2 separate regions of the Mus musculus genome follow, and region 2 is linked to region 1. The links are chromatin contacts, called in public HiChIP or PLAC-seq maps. All regions are on one chromosome and are shown on one strand. The core of a region is the stretch at or near the end of the contact, and the rest is flanking DNA. Distances in the headings are between cores, read along the strand shown. Region 1 has its middle 25 kb from the start of Gm41262. Region 2 has its middle 13 kb from the start of Gm41264.

Region 1 (6,770 bases), core at 2,262-4,761:
GGCTAGTCCAAACAGTCGGGTGTTTGCATTTGGGCTGGAATGGAAGAGATGTGAAGTAACTGTCTAGTCTTAAACCACTGTTACCCGGGAGATGACAAGTGCTCAGGCACACACAGGCAGCAGGCTGCTAGCCATGCCTACTCACTCACTGATCCTGATCTTACGGGTCATGGCCACATCGTTTGCATCTTACAACAATCCTCAAGCTTTGTGTTGTTTTGCTGAGGCTTGTGCGCATCTTGTTCTAGATGGCATACATGAAGGGCTTGCTTGAAGACCGACGACAAGAAACTGGAATAACTCAGCCTTTTTCTGACATCAAAGGGCAATACGGATCCGATCAATGAGACTGGAGCATCTCCAGGATGTCAGCAGGCTGGAGCTGAAGCTTCTCCAGATGGAATCAAATCCAAGGAGTTGGCATTGGGAAGACACCTTCAGCCTAAGTCTCTTCCTGTAATGGAATTCTTCCACCTATATGATAAAACACTGGATTTCGTCGTAACACGTATAAGTGATAAAACACTTGTAAAATCTGGATATCGTTTCATGGTAGTCATGAAATGTCACAAGGATATTTAGTGGACCCAGCTCCTGAGTGCTTCACCTCAAAAGATTTCTAAGTAAATCATCACTATGCCAGCTGATCCTGATAACAAACGTCTGAGGCCCCAGCAGTCTCACTTTATGGAAGGTACGCTTCCTGGGCTCCAACCAAAGTGGCTTATTCATTGTTACTGGGCCATGCTTGTGACTTCAGGGAACATTGTGAACAAAGCCCAGAAGAGATGTGAAGACATGCTGTAGACTAGACTATCAGTAAAGCAGTTTATCTGAGGGACACGAGAGAGTCCATTTCTCCAGGCAAATGATGGGTGAGCTTCTATCATCTGTACATGTGCTTTGCCTCTAAGAAGCTCCTTAGATCTAGTAAGGTGTGTGTTCTCCTCCAGTTTTATTGCCCATGAACCTTAACTTAAAGCCCACGTGAAGACTATTTCTTGATGAGTGGGGGATATGGCCGGGTGGTAGAGCACTAGCTAAGCATGTCTAAGACCCTGAGTTTGAACCCCAGGACCAGGAAAAAAATATTTTTAAAATTAAGTAAGTAATAAATATTTAGTCTGGGCCCACACAACTTTTTCTGGTTTGCATTCTTTAGTTCCATCTTCCATATTTTTCTTCCTTCCATTCTTCCATCATTCTAACTTTCCATATTTGTTTGATCTTCCAACTTATTTCCAGATCTTCTACATCCCTGTCAACAAAACAAACTAGTCTTTTAGTCACAAATGGCATAGAGAACGCAAAGTTCGAGACGGTGCTCTAGGATCAAACACAACGTGTGATTGCAGTGACATTTAGAACCCTCTGGTGGGAGTCGGAATAAGACCCTTCAAGGTCTATATTCTAATTTCTAGACCCCAGGAATATATTATCTAATACTTCAAGAAGAAAATTACAAAAGTGTTTAAGTTAAAGGCCTAGAGATAGAGACACCACCTGGGATTGCTTATGAGATTGGAGCTCTATCTGGGAGCTCTATCTGTTAGGTGATCCCAATATAACCACAAGGGTCATGCCCGGGCAGAGCTCCAAAGACTTGGACTTGACTGGGGTGCCGAGGGAATGAAGAATGCCATATGGGCAGAAAACAGGGACAGGTGGTCTGGATTCTCTGCTGGAGACACCACAACACTCCAGAAGCTCAACATGCGTATTATATAGAGTCAAAAAGAGAGGCGGGCTTGTTGCAACAGCTGAACAGCAAGGCAGGATTACTACACGCCGATCAATACGAAGGTGGGATTATGATATGTGGCTGAACAAGCAGGCAGGTATACCTCATCTCAGTAAAAGCAGTCTCTTGGGGAATAGTCTTCCGGCAGTACATATTATGGAGAGAAGCTGAGGGGGACATTTCTGGACACACTATCAATATCCACACATAGACCAAAGGAAGGCTTGGCTGTTTCCCTTTTAGCCTCTTTTTCATTCAAAGATGTTCACTCTCTGTCCATCCATCCATCTATTCATCTATCTGTTTGTCCGTGTATCCTACCTATTTGAACTTTAATTTAACACTTTAACTTAAACACTTTCTTGTTGATACAGCCAAGGTCTGAGGCTCTGGGGTCCTTGATGTGGCCATGTCTACAGCTCACATTCACTCAAGACTTTATCCACTCATGACTTCTCCCACTCCCAAACACAAGTGAGAATTTCTTTTTTTAAGTGTGGAAGACAGAGACAAGAGGTAGTGTCAGAATGATGTCATGTGGCAACAATTTGGCTGACCACTCCTGGTTTGAAATATTGAATTGGGATAAAGAGATCAGAAATGTAAGCAAATTCTAAGAATTGAGAAGGGAGGGAAGCAGATTCTATATTAGAATCTCTAGAAGAAACACAGCTTGCCTTTGTCCCATCTCAGACTTCTGACCTGTAGGGCTGAAGGCTGATGAGTTTGTTTGGTTTAAAGCCGTAGAATTTATGGGAATTTGTTGTGCCACCTGGAGGTTACATTTCTTTCTAATTATACTTACCTAATTGTCCCAAGCAATTTGGTTGAAAGGGATGATTCACAAGGCAATAAAACACCACTTAGTTTTTTGGTATTTTTTTAGTCCTTATATAAGTCTCTATATAAAATCCCTATGAAGGTACACAGCTAACACTGGATATTATCAACAATAAAGTATTTAAGTTAAAGCCTTCATGTCTTCAAACAGATTGGTAGAATACGTGGACAAACAGATGGGTGGATTGAAGGATGGGGGAACAGATGGATAGTGAACAAACTGAATTTCATCTTTGCTTTAAAGGAATGTAGTAAAACAAATTCACAAGGTTAGTAATGCTTTAATGAGCATTGTTTGAAAGAGAGGCTCTAAATACAGTGACAAATAGAGAGCTTAGGTCCTGTTCATTCTTTCATTTAGCTATGAACTGATGATCCCCTCAGCCGTAATCACAAAGGTCTAGCTATGTGGCTTCAAGGGACCATGAGGAACAGTAAGATCAAATCAGGTCAAAAGAACTGCTCAATATATTTTTAACTTGGAATGGTGTATGAGGGTAGAGCTACATAGTGTATTTTAATCTTAATGTCTTTGACCTGTACTTTAGGATGGCATTCCTCTCAATATGATTTCTGTATAAACCATTCAGTTGCTGTTAATTCAGGAGAACTGAGATTCACTTTCTCCTCAAAAAGTCAAAAATCATGAAATATAAACTCATCCTATGGTTTAAGCAGAGTTAATTCACTAGACCATGTGACAATGATTGAGTTTTATATTCCTAAGGGGTTAGAGGGTATATAGGAGGCACATAGTCAGCTGATCAGTTTCAGACAAATCTTCAGATTTGGTCCATATGTCACAGTAGTTCACTCCCTCTTCCCAGAAATGCTCTTGGTATTCATTTGGAACACTATAAAACAGTTGAGCTTTGGAAAGTCTGCATATCGTTAGTCAGCAGATGCATGGTACAGTAATCATCACATGAGCACAGCCTATCACAGACCAGCACTCCTGGAAAAGCCACGCCGAAGGAGCAAGCCCCACTGATGGGCTGCATCCTCAGATAGCCCCCTGGCCAACAGCTAGTTTGTTTTAAAAATCTGGGTTCCACCAACTGGCATTCATTGGTCAGGAGCAATTTCTCCCAATGCTGCTCCCATGACGCAAACAGACAGACACTACTTTTGTTCCATTTTACCCCCACGCCCTGAAAAGTCACAAATGCCTTCTTGATGGGCTGGCTCCTGGCACTGCGCAGCCCCCACGGCTGACTTCCTTTCTGGCCAGCTGCCTCTGGTAAACATCGCCGGGATGAGCAAGAGGGTGTGTGGGTACAGAGTACTGATATAGGGCTATGATTATGATCGTGCTTTTGCTCACCACTGTCTCAAATTGCATATTGTATTGGGGACACTGATTATTTTCTATTTGGGGAATTGCTTATCTGGCCTTAGCAACCTCAGGACCTCTACTATTCTATCCTGGAAACTAGAGAGGAAAAAAGTGTGTATTGGAGCCTTCTATGACTGGAAAATAGAGATTGGATTCTGGCCCAGCTATATCCTCACCTTTTCTCTCCTGCCTTTCCTTTATAGACTTCAGCTCAAATGGGAAGATAGATGTACTGTCTTATGCTAGGTAGGAGACAGTTTTCCTAAATACGAATTAAAAAATTAAGACTTATTGCATAAGGAAGAGGGGGTAAATGGATGATGGGTAGAGAAAAAGAATGACAAGGGCGAGTGAGACACAGGGACTGTTTCCCAATGGCTCCTTAAGTCTGATCCTGTGGAACTCTGAGTTCTACCTATGAGTCACTGAAGAAGTGGATCTGAACTTTCACTTTTCCCCTCTAGGGAGACATAGACTCTTACGCACACCTGATCTTCAGGCTTCCAGGCAAAAAGACTCTCCATGATGAACCCTGCACCAAAGTCACAGAAAAGCGAGGAATTGGCACACCAATGTGGTCACCTCAGCACAGTGAATGCTGTTCCTGGGCAGAGAGGTTGTCCCTTCACCCAAAGAGTGCTGCTCTGCAGCAGTTAGTGCTTGTCTCCGGAACCTTTCAGAGTATGGGTCTTTGCGCATCACACAGAGACACCATTGAATCAATCCATGCATGGGCCAAATTGTACTGTGGACTTGAGATCTGATCATCAGACCACTAAGATTGCTAGCACCTGATTTTCTTCCTTTCTCTGTATCTCTTGGACATTAAAGTCAGAATCCCACTTTTAAAAATCCTCACCTAGCCTTTAAGTATTCCAGTATTCACTGTGATACAGACGTCCTTCGTGCCTTGTGGTGGCTGCACCACTGCTTGAATTCTTACCAATTAACAGGGACTCAGCTCTGCCCCATACTATCCATTTTTAGTTCAAGTTCAAAATCCTGAAGGTAGAGATTCAGCTGATATGCTGAAAGCCCTCCTACTCTGGCATTCAGTAAACTACTTTATAATCCACTGTAGAGCATTCATAAACACTTCCTGAATGGTATACAGTCAAACTGAATGTCTACCTACCACTTCATAATACTCGTAATTATTTTTCTTAGGCTATCTGTGATAGGTGTTGATCGGCTCTAACCAGAAACTTATTTCATGGATCAAAGACAATTTGAAAATGGTGTTACCCCTTCTTTTTGAGTTTCAGGTGACCTTGATGTTACTAAAGTTTCACAAGAGTGACAAGTCCATTTGAGCAGAGGTTTGGATGTGGCCTTAGACTTGGATATTGCTCCATATATAGACATACATGCACATATACAGTGCATTTATACATACATATACACTGGGCATGCAAGAGATGGGGAGAACACTGGAGGAAGTCAAGAGATGCCAATCTCCATATCAGGTGTGTCCCCGCCCTGCCACCACAGGTTTATGATCTCTAAAGTCCCACCCATGCCAAAGGTTCTACTAGTTGTTCTCATCTTTCATGAAGGGCTAGAACCCAAGAAGATGAATGGAACCTGGGCTTTCTCGCTATGCTCAATCAACAGACATCCACACTAATGTCATTTCTTACATGCAACTCCAGGTTGGCTTATTGCCTTAACCAGAGGGAAAGAAAAATGTATGGAAGGATTTTTTTTTAACAGATAAAGGGAGAGATAGTGACAGAGATGTCATGGAAAATGGCCCATTCAATCACTGAGAATGTATGGAGGAACTACTATGTGTGAGGAACTGGGAGGGACAGCTGGACAATCAGAGTCCTTGATTTTACAGAGGTCGGAAATTCCTTTTCTCAGCATCACTGAAGTCAGCTGATTACATAGGGAGTAATTTCAATTTTCATTGAAGTAGACCTTACTCTAAATGTCTCCATATCATCAACTTTTTTTCCCACCCATATTCCGAGAGACCAGCTTGTCTTCTCATTGTTGCTGTTTCCCGAGAGAAATCATCATACTCTAATGCAGCATTCAGGGTTAGTTATAAACTTTATGATCAGAGATGACACAGCCAACCTGTAAAGCTGTCACCTCTGCTCAAAGAATATTGCAATTCTGTCTTTCTTCCAACTTTTATGGGGACATTAATACACCAGGGGCAAAAAAAATATGTACATGACAGGGTAGGGATACAGCTTTGATTGTAGAGTACTCAACCAGCATGCATAAAACTCCTGGTTTCTATCTCCAATGCTATACAGAACTAGGCATGGTGACCAGGTGTGGTGGAACACATCTGTGATCTTCACACCCAGGAAGCAGTGACTTAGTCAGAAAAACAAGGTCATTCTCAACCACATAGTGAGTTGACATTCATCGGCTACATGAAACTGTGTCTCAAAAATAAGAAAGGGCAAGGAGGGAAAGAATTATATAGTATGGTATGGTATGGTATGGTATGGTATGGTATGGTATGGTATGGTATGGTATGGAGTGGTATGGTATGGTATGGTATGGTATGGTATGGTATGGTATGGAGTGGTATGGTATGGTATGGTATGGTATGGTATGGTATGGTATGGTATGGAGTGGTATGGTATGGTATGGTATGGTATGGTATGGAGTGGTATGGAATGGTATAGAGTGGTATTGTATGATATAGTGTTGTATAGTATAGAGCTCTGCTGCTTTATTGACTGCTCAGTAATAATAACAATCATGCATTTGAAGTTGTTTCTTCACCTTCAGAAGGAATTACATAAAGTTTCAAGTTGTCAAATGGCTTTTTCCCCTGTAGTGTGCAGGCTTGTTTTCTGTATTTTGAAGAGAGACAATCAAGCTACT
Region 2 (7,463 bases), core at 1,666-4,165, 81 kb after region 1:
ATGTCATAAGCCTATCATTGAAGGGCTGAACAACTATTAATCAGAAAACAAGGAAAATGAGTGAGAACAAAGGTATTTTTTTTCAAGCAAAGTTATAAATGTTTCCATGTTAATAGATAAGTAATAGTACGTAATATAATGTCTTTTAGGTGTTTGTTTGTATTGGAGGTGGGGGTCTCACTATGTAGCCCAGGCTAGCCTTGAGTTCATTGAGATCCTTCTACCTCTGCCTCCCAAGTGATGAGATGAAAGGTATGTACACACACCAGGCTAACAGGCTTCTCAAAAAAAAAAAAAAAATTAGTGCAGGATAAAGAACCCATACTGTCTTTTAGTCAGCATAACATTGAGGATTTCACTCAAAGCAAATATTGGAATAAAGGCTTCACTCTGAATTAATGAAGGGGTTTTGAGTTTCTCATTCAAGTTTTCTGGTATTTCTTTTTCCTATGGTAACCACATGTTTATATCTCTGTTAGGAAAAGGGGACTACTTTGGAATTACCAGTTCATTCAAGCAATAATTCTATTTTGTGATATCTATATCCCTTGGAAATACATTTTACCACAGCTCAATTATTCTCTTTAATAACATATGTAACACACATTCCTTCCTTCTACCAGACAGCCTGATTATATCTTCTTGCTTCAATGCAAGCAATGCCATTCACCATCCTTGCAAAAATAAGTAAATAAATAAAGGATAATAAAAGTAAAAGTTACAAAATGAGGGAGCAGAGGACTTCAACCCAAAGAGTGGCTATGTATGATCTTTTTCCTGAGCTTTTACAGTTTAGGTCTTTAAGACTCTTGTGAGTCTCTCAGCCCTGAGTCATCTCAGGGATGGCAGTAGCATTTGAGATGTTGTGCCAAAGAATTATCAAGAACCAAAACATCAAAATTACTCCCATGTGGGTGTGAAACTCAATCTTCTTGACTTTTGAAACAGAGGAGATGGCTCCATCATGAGTCCACCATTTTCGATACCAGTAATTGCACACTGAATCAGAGGACTGATGGGGAATGGAATTGGAACACTGGAGATAATTTAAGAATAGCTTAGGTAACTAGACCCAGTCTTTGAAGAATAACTCTCTAGGGGAGGTCTCAAATGATCTTGAGTCTTGACCACAATTCCTTGGACACCACCGCAGAAAAAGAAAACACCATTTATGTTTATATGGCATCTGAGGAGTCAGCTTGAAGTGGTTTTTATAGCCATTTTCACAAGTGATTTAAGTCACTAATTAATTGGCAAATCTTCATCGCCCCTCTAGTTCAGTTATCTAGGTCAAGAAAAATAAGCATGTCAATGCTGTCAGCACTGATGTCCATATGGCTTTGTGGGGTGTATTTCTTTGGTGGGCTGAACTAAGTGACACATTTAACATAGTCAACTTGAAGTTCAAAAGTGAGTCTATTTCCTGCTTGGTCTATGGTCTTGGTTTTTCAAGCTGATTTAAGACAAGCCTATGAAGTCCAAAAGTGTCTTTGAAAGTGTTGGCATTTCGTCTAGGCTCCACCCCACACTTACCTAGCAATAGCCAGGTGTGTCTGACTCACTATAGAAGGGGCTGCTTGCCCCCTCTCCTTGCCCTCTTGTTTTCTTGTTCTTTTGATCTCTTCTCTTCTTCTCTTGCTCCTGCTCCCTTACCCTCTTCCCCTTCTCCCATCTCTCTTCACATGTGCATGGATGACCCCCTGCCCTCCCCTCCCTATGCCCTGAATAAACTCTATTTTATACTATACCATTGTGTGTGGCTGGTAATTGGGGGGAAGGGATGCCTCAGGATGGACCTGCAGAGGTTCCCTCTTCTCTGCACACCTTACCATACCTCCACCAAACATAACCCTGCCTTCTCTCTCTTCTTTTTATAAAACATAAGAGAAAGTCTTTAGAAAACAAAACAAATAGATGAACATGCAGGTTATAAATATACAGATTTATAATAGATGGATAGATGGGTGGTTGGATGGAGATAGATAGATAGATAGATAGATAGATAGATAGATAGATAGATAGGTAGGTAGATAGATAGATAGATGCCAGGTAAGATCGACTGATAGATGTCAGATAAGATAGATAATAGATAGATGTCAGATAAGATAATGCATAGACAGACAGACAGACAGTTGGACAGACAGATAATACTCATAAGGGTCATCTAAATATTAGGCATAAGGATGAAATGATACAGGAAGCTATCTTTTTTTTCTTCCCTCACTGGTATTTCTACTCTAATGAAAGATTTCCACAGTAGGTAGATAATCTTATAAAGAACACAAAACTTATCACTAAATCAAATGCTTAAAAGTGACAGAAAAAACAAGGAAGCAAAACAGTCAGAGAGCTCAGGGAAGACTTCACTGAGAAGGGATTATTAAGGTGTAATTTGAAGGGAACTTGAGGTTCTAAGTAGAGAGATGAACCTATGTAAAGATAACATGGTAGGAGAAAGCAACGAGGGTAGGAAGTAAAAGAAACTAGTGGAGTAGCACAGAGCAAGGGGAAATATGAAAGAGGGCGCTGAGAACGTGCACCTGCTGTGTTTTGTCTGCACTTTCTGAACAATTACACAACAGGCAGTGACTGACAATGTTTAAAGAGAAGTGTGACAAGGTTAGAATTACAGTTCTGTTACCACCAGCCTATGTGAGTGTGGGGAGTCGACAGGAAGGACCACCCAGGGACAAGAAGAAACTCAAAATATCAGGAGAAAGCTGTTGCTCTTCTCTGGTACGGATGCGACTTAGGATCAAGATGCTGTCCACAGAGATAGCACAGGAAAACTAGCAGGAATTGAATTGAATTTAAAGAATGAAAGGGGAATAGACCAGGCTTATGCACAAAAAGCAACTTCTTTGGATTGTGGCAGGAAAGGAACAAAATAACAACACTTCCATTGCCAAGTACTGCTCATGACTCAGGCAAGTGGTATCCAGAGTCTGCATCCAGACCTCTGAGTATCGTGTGCTGCTCAGAGGCCTCACACTCAACTCTCAGAAATAATCTACAACAAAACTCTTAGAAACCAGAAAATAGAAAACTGTGGAGATCTATTTTTGGTAAGACACAGACATAAAGATGACCACCTTCAAAATAACAAAAGTAAGTAATAAATAAGCTCAAACTGACATTTTTCTTTAAGCCATAAAGCCCCATTACATACCTAGGTATGCACACACCTAAACAAACCAATCACAAAGATAAATACATCAAAGAAGAGCATAAAATGATAACTATTTTCATACCTGGGGCAACTTGCCTAGCATGTGTTGGGGAGGCAATCAGCCCATAAACATGGACAAAAGTTTGTTGGGATGAGGAAAAAAAAATCAGCTGACCTTTTAACAGCAGTGTAAACTCTATGAAATGTTGGAATCTGGAAGAGTCCCAAACACAAAAATAAATTTCTCAGAACAATTCTCCACCCTGGGAAATTTGCCAACTCAGCAGCAGTTGGGGCAGAGCTAAAAAGTAAGGAGCTCTCTGCTGCTTTTCATCCCTTACACTAATCAAGTCCCAGAGCTGTCTACAAAATCTAACTAAATAAGCTGCCACTGAACGCTCCCTAGCTCAAAAATTGAAAGCACCAAAGAGATCAGACCTTCATACTAGCAGCAAGGATTTTGGCTTGAGTCTGAAAAGATAAGAACAGTCACCGTCCTCTCAGTAGCAAAAAGGAAACTGAAATTAAAGTCGCATCTTGTACCCAGCCCAACTATACAGTCCAGGTGGACTTTTCAGGAAAAAAAAAAAAAAAAACTCTCAAATTTTTGGACATTCAGGAAAACAAACAAACAAAAAACTCTTTCCTAAGTTTTTGGACAAGGAAAATAGAAAATTCTTTCTGGAAAGAACACAGCAAAAACATACCATCTGGTTTAATCTCTACTGGTAACTTGATGGAAGTGACTAAAATATTATGGAAAAACTACAGACACACAAAGAAGAATAGAAATGTAACCTATAACCAAAAGAGTAAACAACCAATAAAGGCAGAAGCCTGAATGACCAGAGGTTGGAATCTAGAAGGCATCTTTGAAATAACTACTTTAAATATGTTTAAAGGTTTAGAAATAACAATGAACAAAAAACAGCAGAGTTTCATCAGAAAAAACCAAAGCTCTAAAGAAACCCTAGAAAGATGTTCTAGAACAGAAAAGCATGATATCTAGAACAACAACAAAAATATAGCAATATTTCAACAAAAATATAGCAAATAGCCTCGGGACAGAGTGGAACAAAAGAAAGAGGAAGAACACAAGGATAGATGCACAGAAAATAGCAGATAGGATGTGTGGAAAGAGAAATCAGGGCTCAATGTTCAGAGTACACTATCAAGGATACTTGAGTTAAGAAAAAATGATGGCCCATACATATGGAATTATATTTGTATTATTGAAATACCAGTGTATTTTCTCCAAAATCTAATCTATTGTCCTTCCTCTCTCCTTGTTCTATAACCAGAATGCCTCTTATTAAACAGCAGGAGAGTTCTGCCAAGGATCAAGACACTTTGCTTCTTGGGAAAACCTTGTCTGTCATCCCCACCACTGACTGGGACCACCTAATCCTTTCAGTCTTCATCTAGAACATCAACAGCTACTTCCATGTCCTTCCACTTCTGTTAGAAAGTTTCCATTCATCATCCGCTCCATTGAGTTTCTGACAGCAGGTGGCTGGGAAGGAGGCATTCAGCTTCTTCTCCACACAGCCAACTGCCTAGGAGGTGACAGAAAAAAAAAGAGCAAGAGGTAACAGCGAACTTAATCAAATATTTTTATGGAGTGGCAATGAAAGCAGAACATATCAAAATGTGTGGATATTTCTGAACCAGCATTTAGAGATAAAGTGATGGATTCCAAAGTTTACAACAGAAAATAAGAATGGTACATAGCCAAGGAAATAACTGTGGATTGAGACAAAGCAGAGCTGCTTGCAAACAGTATGACTGCACGTACAGCAAATCCACAGTGACTGTGAAAGCAGTGAGCAGAACACTATCACATCATGGAATACAGTGGGAATTTACAAATATTAACATGCGCTTCTATTCTCTATACCAACAACAAACAGAGAGATGGGGAGAGAAGGGGGGAGAAAGAGAGGAAGGAGAGAGAGAGAGAGATTTAATACAATGTATAAACCCCGTTTTCCTATAACTACAGAAATGCTGCACAGAAGATGTAAAAGGCCAAAATGAATGGAGCAATACACAGACAGAGAGCTCTAGTCTGAGCAGTTAAGGCAGGAAGAGCCATTATTGTTGAGGTATCTATTTTACCCAAATTAGTATAGAGATTAAATATCTTCTCACCAGAATCCCAGCCTCACTCTCTGGAGATTTTAAGGCTGGGAAACCCAAGTTAAAAGAGTGTGCTGACATGAGGAAACACAAATAGATCAATTAAAAACAAAGAGTCCATAAAGATTCTGTAAGCCTATATCCAGTTCTTTTCAACAGAGTTCAATGGGCTTATTCACAGTAGTGATGAGACACCAAGTGTTTCTAGAAAAATGAGCATCAGTGAAGGAACGAAAGGAAACTTGCGTTGACCTGCACTGCAGCGCAAAGCTTGTTTGGGGACGATTATGGGTCGAATTCTGAAGCTTTAAAAACAAGTCTTCTCATGATAGGGATCGTGAAGGTTTTTTTTTTTCCCAGAATGCAGAAAGCACTAAAAGGGAAAAGTAATGTTCAGCTTTGTCAAGATTAAAAGCTTCTACAAATTTAAGACACTGTTACGAAGGCAAAGCAAAGGCAAGCTGTGACTGTAAGAAGAGGCTTGTGATTCGTGCTCATGAAGAGTTGTAGTTCCACAATATATAGAGTTCTAAAAATCAATACATTTAAATTTTTTACCCATATACAAAGGGTAAAATGTTTTGAATAGGTCTTTCCCAAGAAAAGTGTTAGGAATTACCAATAAGCACACAAAAAGATGATAATCATTTTAGGTTATTGGGAAAATGTCCAGGAAACCATAGTGAGACAACCCCATCTGACTGAAATTAAGAACTGGTCATACCAAATGATGACAATAATGTGTAGCAACTGGAATGCTCAAATCATATTGATAAGGATGTATTGATAAGGATGTATTGATAAGGATGTATTGATAAGGATGTATTGATAAGGATGTATTGATAAGGATGTATTGATAAGGATGTATTGATAAGGATGTATTGATAAGGATGTATTGATAAGGATGAAGGAAGGTACCTCTTTGGGAAACCTTTGCAAGCTTTTTACAGGGATTCTGCTCTGTGATGACTTCACTCCTAGGAACTACAGGCCAGCTACAAAAGGCTCAGTGTATAAATATTCATAACAACTTTCCTCAAAATAGCCCCAAACTATTTTTAAAAAGAAGCTATACATCAGGCAAACCATTCAATTGTGAAGCCATAGATTGATTACTACTCACCCATAAACATGGTAAAGACAGATGCAATAATATAAGTGGGTACCGACTGGCAAGCCCAGCCGAAAAAGAGAACACACTACTGTTGACATTCAGCAAGGATCACAACATGGTGATGGAAATTAGTAGAGAGGTTTCCTCTAGGGATAAAGGAATGTATAGAACATGGGTATCTGACATTTTAGTTTCTCTGGACCATACTGGATGAAGAAGCATTATCTTGTATCACGATAAATACTTAAAAGTTTATCCAGTACCTTTCTGAAGAGTAAAGCATATTAGGAGAGAGAGAGAGAGAGAGAGAGAGAGAGAGAGAGAGAATATAAATCCCTTTAGGAAAACAAGCATACTTCAGTCATTGAAAACACACAGTAAAATTGTAGATTCTATTCTCGATCCAGAATATTAAATTTATTATAAAAACATGATTTCACACACACACACACACACACAAAACCCAAGCAGCAAATAACATAAAATTAAAGGAACTAGAAAAATTACCCTTTGACAGCAGACGTGTAACAAGACTCCTTAACAGATTTAGCACACTGTGAGAGATCTTGGCCCTTTGGTTGTCTGGGTGGTGTGCTCATCACTGTCAGAGTCCCTGGGCACTGCAGGTGGACAAACCTCTGCTCAGAATCTGTGAGCCTCTCGGTGATTGATGGAGCTGCAGGCTGGACTCGCTGGGTGGGCCTCAGTATCCTGGGCAGTAAAGTAAAGAGAGGACAGTAATTAAACATCAAAGAAGACAACAGGAGAAGCACTTCATGCCTAGCACATGGGCAACCTCCCTGCTAAGCTGCTGTAATTACTCCTAAAGTGGAGGGCATGGCCTAAGGAAGGTGGTGAGAGTACATGGGAACTAAAGACTGTCTGGCAGGAGGTGTTATGTCGCCAAGTAACCGACCCAGAGACACCTTTGAGAGTGTTGTTACCTCAGAGGACACTCGTTTACTGTAGCCTCCATGCCTTCCCTTCCTTGATGGCTCAAGGAGTAATTCTAAGATGTACTTCTATTTGGCCACACAACAA

Evidence for each region. HiChIP or PLAC-seq counts read pairs in DNA pulled down with a chosen protein or histone mark.
Region 2: a CTCF HiChIP or PLAC-seq map of the NIH/3T3 cell line shows a contact between it and region 1, with 11 read pairs. The contact joins two enhancer-like sites. A contact is called at or near these places in 1 of 15 datasets of contacts at CTCF or cohesin (the NIH/3T3 cell line) and 2 of 484 Hi-C or Micro-C datasets (granulosa cells and nephron progenitors).

The regions. Positions count from the first base shown.
Region 1 is chr15:7,489,685-7,496,454 of GRCm38.p6, forward strand. No RefSeq gene overlaps it. Among named protein-coding and RNA genes, the nearest start is that of Gm41262, 25 kb to the left of the region's middle. Within about 2 kb of position 3,512, at least 25 of the 459 cell types and tissues checked have an H3K27ac peak or open chromatin away from gene starts, as enhancers often do. A contact at or near this core is called in the NIH/3T3 cell line, where this site is marked.
Region 2 is chr15:7,571,541-7,579,003 of GRCm38.p6, forward strand. No RefSeq gene overlaps it. Among named protein-coding and RNA genes, the nearest start is that of Gm41264, 13 kb to the left of the region's middle. Within about 2 kb of position 2,916, at least 25 of the 459 cell types and tissues checked have an H3K27ac peak or open chromatin away from gene starts, as enhancers often do. A contact at or near this core is called in the NIH/3T3 cell line, where this site is marked.